2 separate regions of the Rattus norvegicus genome follow, and region 2 is linked to region 1. Evidence: chromatin contacts called from public Hi-C data. All regions are on one chromosome and are shown on one strand. Each heading gives the region's core, a stretch centred on a gene start, on an enhancer-like site or on the middle of the called end of the contact. The rest is flanking DNA. Distances are from core to core; before and after follow the strand shown.

Evidence for each region. Hi-C and Micro-C count contacts between places; a contact is called where the count stands out from the background.
Region 2: a Hi-C map of frontal cortex shows a contact between it and region 1, with 1.7 times the contacts expected there. The contact joins the enhancer-like site here to the promoter of Dcstamp in region 1.

Annotation. Positions count from the first base shown.
Region 1 is chr7:72,689,793-72,694,644 of GRCr8, forward strand. It overlaps Dcstamp (dendrocyte expressed seven transmembrane protein), which reads left to right and starts at 2,572. Exons shown (of 3, transcript XM_008765474.4): 1 at 2,572-2,791.
Region 2 is chr7:72,771,478-72,776,329 of GRCr8, forward strand. The region is part of intron 7 of Dpys (dihydropyrimidinase); the gene reads right to left. Among named protein-coding and RNA genes, the nearest start is that of Dpys, 40 kb to the right of the region's middle. Within about 2 kb of position 1,959, at least 37 of the 93 cell types and tissues checked have an H3K27ac peak or open chromatin away from gene starts, as enhancers often do.

The sequences.
Region 1 (4,852 bases), core at 1,322-3,821:
AAATCTTGGGAATTTTGAGGGACTCTTGAAACTCCCTGGAGGCACTGGAGAGTCATAATTAAAACTGCTCCAGACTGCCCTGAAGGAACCCTCAATCTGTACCTCTTCCCTTCCCCGAGCATAACAGGATTCTAGTGCCTTTTTGCTGAGAGACCTGGAAACATCCTCCACTTTCTTCCTTACTTCTTCAAACAATGCCAACCCCTTCGCTGTGTGCACTGTCTGACAGGGTACTTCCTGTACCAAGCCCCTCCCAGCATTCACTGCGCTGGTTCTTCCTTTACAAAGCCTTTCCCAGTGTTCACTGTTTGCCAGGCTGCTTCCTGTACCTTCCCCACCTCCACCCCTGGTCTTCCTACTCCTCCTCCTCACTCCTGGAACTGCTCCCCTCCGAAGACTCTGCCCTTCCTGGCTCTTGGATTCACCCCTCTAACTTTGAAATGGCTCTTCCCAAAGCATTAAAGACCTAGTCTCAAAGATTGGGGCCATCCCCTGCGTCTCCTCTTTCTTCCCCGCTCATGACTCCTCCCTCAGATCTTCACTGCTAGACCCTCCTCACTTGGGGCCCCCATCACTGCTTTGGATCAGTCCTTCCGGGCAGGAAGGGCCACATGTGCCTCTCCTCAACTTATGGTGTTTCTTCTGCCTTTCCGTGCTGGCTCCACTCTTACCAGTCAATCCTCTTGACTATTTACGTGTGCTCCTAGCTGGAGAGCCCATCTTCCCACGCCTCAGCTCTCCCAGCAGGAACTCACCGCTCAGAGCAACTGGCTCCAGAGCTTTGCTCCAGGAAACCCGGTTTCTAAGTGCAAAATGGTCTCCTAGGGCCACTCCTAGTAAAGAGAGGGACCTTTATTCTCCCACCCCCTGTCCCAATAGGGTGCTCTTCAGAAAGTCCATTTACTCCGTAGTTTCAAGTTCAATGTGACCCTGTTGTTGGGGAGGCCAAATTGTGCTGTCTGGCTAATTCTCAGTTTCCTGTCTTTACCCATTACATCCTGAATTACATCAGAGTAAATGGGTGTCTTAACCCGACAACCTGAGTCATTGTTTCTATTCGTAAATGGCTCCAACAGAAAGACCAGGATACCTCTGTTCCTTTTCTTGCTCTTACCCAGCTACTAAACAAAGAAACCTCTATATTTTATTTTTCTTTTCCATTTATGCCAGTCTGGTTGTGCTTGTTAATTCTGTATGTCAATTTAGCTAGGTCATTACATGTAGTGTTTTGGCCAAACATCCTAAACATTATCATGAAGACATTTTTAAAAAATGAGATTGACATTTGAATCAGTAAACTTTGCATAAAGTACCTATCAAAACGGCAGACCTCATTTACTCAGTTGAAGAATAGAAGACTGCTGTCTGTAAGGAAGAGATAATTCTGCAAAGAAACCACCTGTGGCGGGGGCTCCAACGTCAACTCTTTCCTGACAGATGAGACAGAGATGCACGGTCTCTGAGTTCTCTCTCACACTTTCAACTTGCCCTTGACAGACTGAATTACATTTAACTGAATCGAAATGAACGAAACTCTCAAAATTTTAGTAAATAAAAAATATTTGTGGGTGCAGATTTTGGAATTACAAATCTACAATTAAATGAACCAATTCCTTAAACCTGTCCTACCTCCAAAATATATGTATATATACATATGTATATATATATGTATGCATCTATAAGTAGATACATATATATACATATATATGATATACGTATATACACATATACATAGTAGGCAGACACATATTTGTTTCTCTTATAAATTACAAGCCTTTTAAAATCAGAATTTGGAATTTTATTTGGTTTTTACATCTCTCAGTGTCTCAGCATCTGAAAGAGTTTCAACAAGTACTTATTGATCTATCAGTTGTATCAAAATGAATGATACTTCCAAAATTTTAAGGAGACAAGAAAACTGTTGGCATTGTTGAAGAGTCAGGATAGCATATGTGAAACAAATAAACATTTTGAGAAGAGAGAAAATCGATAATTTAATCAGGAGACTAATTGTAAATGTCACTTCTTGATATATGGGTGTGTCTTTGAAATATTGCTAAGCTTGTAAATGCACATGGGTAATAACTTTGAAAATAAGACTTGATACCTTGACATTTCTACAGCTTTTCATTCTTTCATATGACAACATTTGTTATTAGTAATAATTTTTAAGGCAACATCCTTTCCAGTGATGCTTGAATTTGCCTAGGAATTGTAAAATTTAAGCTTTCACAGACATATTGACTAGTTTTATATGAAGTTTTTGCGACTTCTCTAAATCCCTTGAACAACAATGATCTTTCTAGTCAGAGAGCTAAATTTCTAAGCTGATAAGTTCTGTGTGTAGTCTTGAAGCAGCTACTAGGCTTCAGAGCTTGGGCTCATCCAGAAATCTGACTTTTCAGCTGTGGATGGGGTCTGAAGGTGAGACCAGTCTGTCTCTCCCCATGGCTGGGGTGAGTAAGGAGGAAAGGGGAAGAAAGAGAAGGGGAATCCTCATTTCTACAACTCATTGTATTGAAAACATCCTATTACAGTATTTCCTAGCGCTAATGTCTGGAACGTCGTCTGAGGAAAGTGCTAGAATGAAACTCGGGCTTCCTTCATACAGTTTCTACCCTTGATGACATTAAATAACTTAGTCACATTGTGGAGGAAATGAAGAGAGATTGATTCAGGGTGATGTGGTCCACCTTCTCATGTCTGCTTCCCCTTTCCCTGACCCATATTAAGCCTCCTGAGCTTCCAGAAGATCATATTTTGTGCTTGTGGAGGAACCAAAGAGGAACTTGTAAGTAAACTTTCAAAATAATCTTGCTTCTAAAATTGCTTTCAAAACAACGTGCTAGTAAACCGGAATCCAGCCCCACAACCAGAGAGTACTTTAAACCGGTCTTCTCCCTCAGCCATTTGCCTGTGTGGTGAAGGAACCGGGAGACAGCTTTTCGGGGCTGGTACCTGGCTACTCAGAAGCTCTGGGAAGGCTGCTGTGGGGTGCCCTGCTGAAGGCACAATAGTGTCTGTCTACCTGGCTTGGGAAGAGTGGATCTCTGTGGCTTGATGCTGGCTGTGGTGAGCGTTGGGGCTGGTCTGTGGGGTTCACTGCGGCCCAGCTTGGCCAGCGGTGAGCTTCCCAGCTTTGCAGCGCACCGTGACAGACCGAACTGTTCCGAACTTGCTACTCTGTTTACCCCACAGCTTCTATTAATCTCTCTTCTGTATGAAGGCCGCCTTCTTGGAGAAGGCAGTTGCTGGCTTTCCCAAGGCAAAAATGACTAAAGCAGAGGGATGAGGAATTCGTTCCACCTCAGAAGAGGCTGCAGCTCCTGCTCACGCTATTTTGGCAGCCTGAGAGAACAGCGTGTTCCCAACCAAAAGATAAGCTTGCAAGAGCTTAACAGCAAGCAAGAAAGAGAGGGAATAAAAAAAGAAGGAAGGAAAAAAAGCAAGGGGACACCTTTCATTCCTCCTGTGTCCCACTCACAGGGCCAAGCTTTGATTCTCTGCCTCAGAAGTGGCTGTAAAGAGCTCAGCCAGGCATCTGTGGCCAGCATTCATCTATCACCTAGAAACCACTGGGCCAGCAGGGACCACGCTGAGGGCCCAGCAGCTGAAATGACCTATCAAAGGCCACATGGCCTGTGTAGGCAGATGCAAGCTAGAGAGCAGGCCTCCTGTCTCCGTGCCTGGAGCCTTTTTGGAAATTTCACTCTGCCATTTGCAGGAATTTCTTTTCAAATGACTTTCACATCATGTGCAGTCCCAAGGAAAGCTGGAGGCAGAACTAGCTGAAGGTATCCTGGCAGAAAGGAGAGATTGTCCCAGTGGGTGAATGTTCCCTCAGGTGTCTGCAGATGAACTGTGCTGGCTGAGTTCAGACCTTTGGATTCTGTGCAGAAGCAGGGTCAGAGTGAGCTGAAAAGTGTTCTGCCAGCAAGAGACACAGGAGAGCATAGGCTCCTGGCCTTTCTCTTTCCATCCTCAGAGGAGCAGCAGGCCTACTGTGTGCCTCACCGGAGATGTGTGACTTCCATCTAGAGCACTCTAGAGCACTCTCAGGGTGGACCACTTGCTTGCAAGTTGTTACGATTTCATGGTTCTATGTGTTATAGTATTTGACCGCGCCTTGTGTCTGAAGCAAGATAGGAAATGCACTTGCACATTGAAGTTTGATTTGTGCTCAAAGGCTGGTGCTCAGGAATAGGGGTGTTCCTGACCTCCAACAAAGTGGGCAGAGTGGAGTCTGGGTATTGAAGTGGGAATTCATGCACTCCATGTCAGGCTGTGATGATGCACTGAAACTTAACATGTGTGAGTGCATGCACAATATACACACACACATGCACACACACACACATGCACACACACATGTGCACACACACGTGTGTGCACACACACATGTGCACACACGCACACTGACACAAGACCAGAGAAAACCACCGCAGCTGTGCTTGCTACACATGTCGGGTGAATGGGAAAGGCTGGTGCTTCTGTTTCTATGGCAACAGCTCAGCTCTGCATGAAAGCCGGTAAACATGGGCTCAGGTTAGATGCACAGGCTGCATATCTCTGCAGGGCACTAGGTTTGGCTCAGGGTCCTCACCCCAGCTCTGTTCTTTTCTGTTGCCTCCCCCCACACACTGTGTGGAACTCCCCAGGAACATCATCTTAACCCTTTGAAAGGGAGGAGATGGCATCTTGGTGACTCTCTGCTGTAAACTGTAGCTAAGGCTTGTCTGCTTGGGGCATGATGCAAACTGTAGGCTAGGGATAAAAGCAAGGTTGTGGTGCTTACGCTTGGAAAATTGCTGCTGTAAAAGCAAAAGCGAGAAGCAGGCTCTTTATGTTGGAG
Region 2 (4,852 bases), core at 709-3,208, 81 kb after region 1:
TTCCCTTACCATATGAACTGGAAGAACTGAACTTTGGGGCCTGAGAGCAGAGTTCTTTACAGCGTCCGTCAGCAATAGGTATGAAAAGCAAATCTTTATGCTGTTCAGCTTTTCAAAACAATCACAAACTCTGTGTGTGTGTGTGTGTGCTTGTGTGTGAGCTTATGTATGTGCTTGTGTGTGTGTGCTTGTGTGTGCTTGTGCATGTGTTTATATGTGTGTGTATGTGTGCATGTGTGTGTGCTTGTGTGTATGCTTGTGTGTGTGCTTATGTGTGTGCTTGTGCATGTGTTTATGTGTGTGTGTCCATGTGTGTGTGTGTGCTTATGTGTGTGCTTGTGCATGTGTTTATGTGTGTGCGAGTGTGTGTGTGTATGTGTGTGTGTGCTTGTGCATGTGTTTATATGTGTGTGCATGTGTGTGCATGTGTGTGTGTGTGTGCACTCTCACATGTGTGCATATACTTCTTTGGAGGAAGAAGAGAAGAATTACAGTTCAGAAATTGGATGACACACAATGAGCCACTGCAAGGAAAATGCCAAGCAGGCTCTTTGAAGGCATCCCCGATGCTATGGCATCACTGTTTGGGTCTTGATGCTTTTTACTTCCCATTGCTCAATGTCCCTTAAAGAACTATCCCTCTCCTGATCAATTTCATACTAAGATTCCTTGGCAGAACCCAGGGCACATTCATAATCCTCAAGTCATTACTCTTCACTGAATATAAAGTTAAATTCGTTTATCTCTATCTACACTGAGAAAAGGCAGGAAATTAAGCAGGAGAGGCAGCACAATGCCTTCCAGAATGGTGTATCCAAGGTCAAAACTTGCTGTAATTGAGTTTAAAAAAAATAATAAACCCAAAATAACTGGAAACAAAAATATGCCTCCTCTGAAGAATACAGACCAGCTAGAAGTCTTCATCAAATGTTTCAGTGCACACAGTAGTCAATGTGTGTTTGTGTGCTTGAGATGCTGTGAGATACCCTGTAGCTCATAAATACTGAAAAGGGACGGTTTCCATAGTAACTAAGTGCTCTTTAATGAATACCAAAGAGCCAGAGCTCAAAGAACAGCCTTACATTGCCAGCCCAGGAGCTACTGCTGCTTTGCAGACCTGCAAGTAGCTGGCTTTCCCCTCTCTCCGATCAGACTTTTCACAGGTTGGCCATTTTGGCTGATCTCTGTTTCAACCTCATGACATCTTAAAATTCTGTTTCAATGCCACATAAAAACCACACTCCTGATTTCTTCTCCCTAAGCTAAGTACCAGAATATTCTACCAACAAAAGGCCAAATAAGTAGATAAGGGATATGTCCTTAGATCTAAAGCTTTGACCCGAGCAGTGAAGCGTAGGGCACACACACTTCTGTCACAAGAGATAGACGGTGGCTCAATGAGCTGTCAAGCTGAATGCAGGGGACTCTTCATTTCCAAAACGAAAAAAATAGTTGATGATGTTCGCGTTGCACTAAACGCAGCCTTTATTTAAATGTGTAATGGCACAGAAGAGGTTTTGCAGTTGATTTTGCAAAGACTTTTTTTTTTACAGACTTGTTATGTTTAAGGTAATCTTTCATCAGGATTTCCAAACCTTCCCCTCACCCCACTCCCAGTCCCCTCTCACTATCCTTCAGCGCTCATCAGATGCCTCACTCCGGAACCATGCAGCTCCATTGTAGATGTACAAAACAAGAAATGAACGGAGAAAAGCATGGATGCCCTGCCTTTCTCCTGACCTCCTTTGGTGACATTAACGAAACCCGGTTTTAGGGCAGCAGATTATGTAGCGGGCACACTGTTCTCTACATGCCGTTAATAACCAACATGAATCAAAAACAAGCAGAAACATCTAGGAACCATGTAGCCCCCAAAGCGTTAGCAATCCCTTCCTCTCTCAGGAGGCTGCCTCCTTACGTAACCAGCAGCTCCGGCAGCTCAGTGTAGGTTGTGGGCGCCCCCTTCAGGATACGGAGTTCAATGTACATTGCTGTCATCTGCAATAACTAATCAAAGGAGGCAATCACCTTTGCTAAAAGCATTTGAGGAATTTTGCAGAAAAACATCTAGTGTCTAATTATATGATAAAACAGAGATCACACATAACACCAGTCTGAAGTTAGTGTTAAAATTACCATCATAGGATAAAGGGGAGTACTTTTTCGCAAGACAGACTATCCTCCTTTAGAGAAATCTATTTCTTCCCTTGATTAAATAATACTTTTCCACAAGGCTAACTTTGTTAACATTCACCTTAGTCTATGACAGTGACTGCCTTGTCTTCCTTTTCCCTGGAGCCAGGACTCGTCTCTCACACCATCCTCAGCTTTAACTGCTTCACTCTGGACTCCTCCCTGGTGCTTCAGTTCACTCGGCCTCTGCCTCAGTCTTGTCTCTCAGATACAGATGCTGTACCCACTCCCATCCTGTGTGACAGCACGCCGTTCTCTTCTTTCACACAGGATCTCTCTGCTCTGAACCTCTCTAACAGTATCCGCAGCGCATCCCTTCTGAGACTGAGACCACCTCATTCTATATTCCCTCTCCTCTCCCTGGACTGACAGTTTCTCAAAGGAGGGACCTGTACAATCCCCACCCTCAGAACCTGGCTCCAAGGTGAAGCAGCTCAGAGAGAGTTTGTGAGCACCCAAGAGCAGTTCTCTTCAAGCCCCAGCTACTTCTGCTTGACAAACCGCTCTCAACCTCAAAAGTCAAAGTCTGTTTCAAGAGAACAAAAAGAACGAAACAGGACATCCTCCTGCACTTAGAAAAGCTCATTTTTACTGATCTGTGTCTGCATCCTTCCATTCTGTTCATCATTGAAGGATCCTGTACAGTAATTAAAAGCACAAATGAGGAGATGCTCTCCTTGACATTCTCTGAAGCACATCTGTTGCTGAAGGCAGTCTTCCCAGTGTCCCCCAGCCACTGCCAAGTCCCCCCAGCCTCCTGTGCACTGTGGAAGGCCAGTCTCTTCCACTTTGCTCAACTGCATTTGCTGAAATTCTACTGTGCTGAGCTTGACCAAGCCCAAGTTCCAAAATACCAATTCGAGCACAGGTCTAGGGCATAGCACCTCACTCCTTAGGTTTGGCTTGTGTGCAGTAACTTCCTCTCCAAAAGTGCCATACAGAAGAAGCAGGTGCTGGACCATTGCTATGCCTGGCAGAGACTGACCCAGCCAGGCACCCAGCGCACACCAACTGTGTGATATTACCTCTGTTATATGCACTCTTCATGACTAATGGAAAGTGAGACTTTTGTCTTATTTGTTCCCCAAACCTGTGGCTGGGTAGGAGAAAAACCATCAGAAAGAAAAGCACAACAAAGACATTCTCCAACATACTTGAATATAATTCCTTATCACAGGTAAAGGAATTAAAAGCAAAGGTAGAGAAATTGCCACACCTCAGCCCAACCTCAGATCTAATATGGGATCCTGGGTGGGATCTTGGGACAGAAATGAATGCTGGGTTAAGAGCTGAGCAAACCTGAATGCAGGATAGGCTCTAGCCACTCATAGTATAGGGATATCAGTTCATTGACTGTGACAATAGTGCCATTCTGTCAGTGTGACCCCGGGGGAGTCTCTCTGCCATCATCATATCCCCTATTCCTTTTTAAAATGCACCTTAACAATATAACAAAGATTCAGAAAGTAAAGGAAGACTATGGTGTGGCACTGTGAACAGGTGTGCAGGAGTCGCTAGAATTCAGTGTGCAGGGCAGGGAGAGGTGGGAGGTGACGATGGTGAGCATTCTCCATCTCTAAGGACAGTACAGAGCTGTGGATGATGTGTGCAGTGAGGCTAAAAATATTGTGGTGCATTAGAAATGTCCCAGCTGAGGTCATCTGCATACATTTTGACTGGGAACAGAGAGCCCAACTGAGTACCTTTCTCATAATAAGCAGGCCAGGAATAGAGAAAATGGGTGTTGGGATTGACCTAGATACTCCTGTTTCTCCCTTCGTGTGTGAACTATGCAAAACACTCTCTCTCATTGTTTAAATGATCATCCAATCCCTTATCCCATGAAGCCTCCTCCCCAACAACCCCCTCTCTCTTTTCTCCATATTCTACAAATTGTGCATGTTAGTACAAAATTTTTATGGTATATGAGAAAAAAATTCATACAGAATCTAAAATGTCAAATAAAAGTTCCAAAGAGGACTGGGCCATTTCATTAGCTTGATAATATTTTTCTGTCTTCAGTTGGATAACAAAAATATAGAAAATAGAAAGATCTATAGGTTTCTAAGAGGATGTGGGAGTTGGCATAGTAGAGCCCCTCCGTTTACCTGACTGCCTGGTCAACACAGGGGAAGGAACTGAGCATAACCCAAAGTGCGCATACTCAGCAAAGCACACAGTAGCCGAACTAGAAAGGATAAGGTCATGATAACAGTGTATCTTAATGGCCCCACCACCGTGATTCCTAGCAAGCTGTTTTTAAACCCATTACATATCCAAAGACAATCTTGAATTTCTGATTCTCTTGCCTCTACTTCCCAAATTCTGGAATTATGGGTATTTGACATTGTATGTAGTGTATGCAGCAACATTGGGTGTAGTGTATGAAGCAACATTGTATGTAGTGTATGAAGCAACATTGGGTGTAGTGTATGCAGCAACATTGTATGTAGTGTATGAAGCAACATTGGGTGTAGTGTATGAAGCAACATTGGATGTAGTGTATGCAGCAACATTGTATGTCATGTATGAAGCAACATTGTATGTAGTGTATGAAACAACATTGCATCAGTGTATGCAGTGCTGGGGTTTGAACATGGGACTTCCTATATAAAGCAAAGACTATCCACAGGGCTAGCTCATTTATAAAACATGTTCA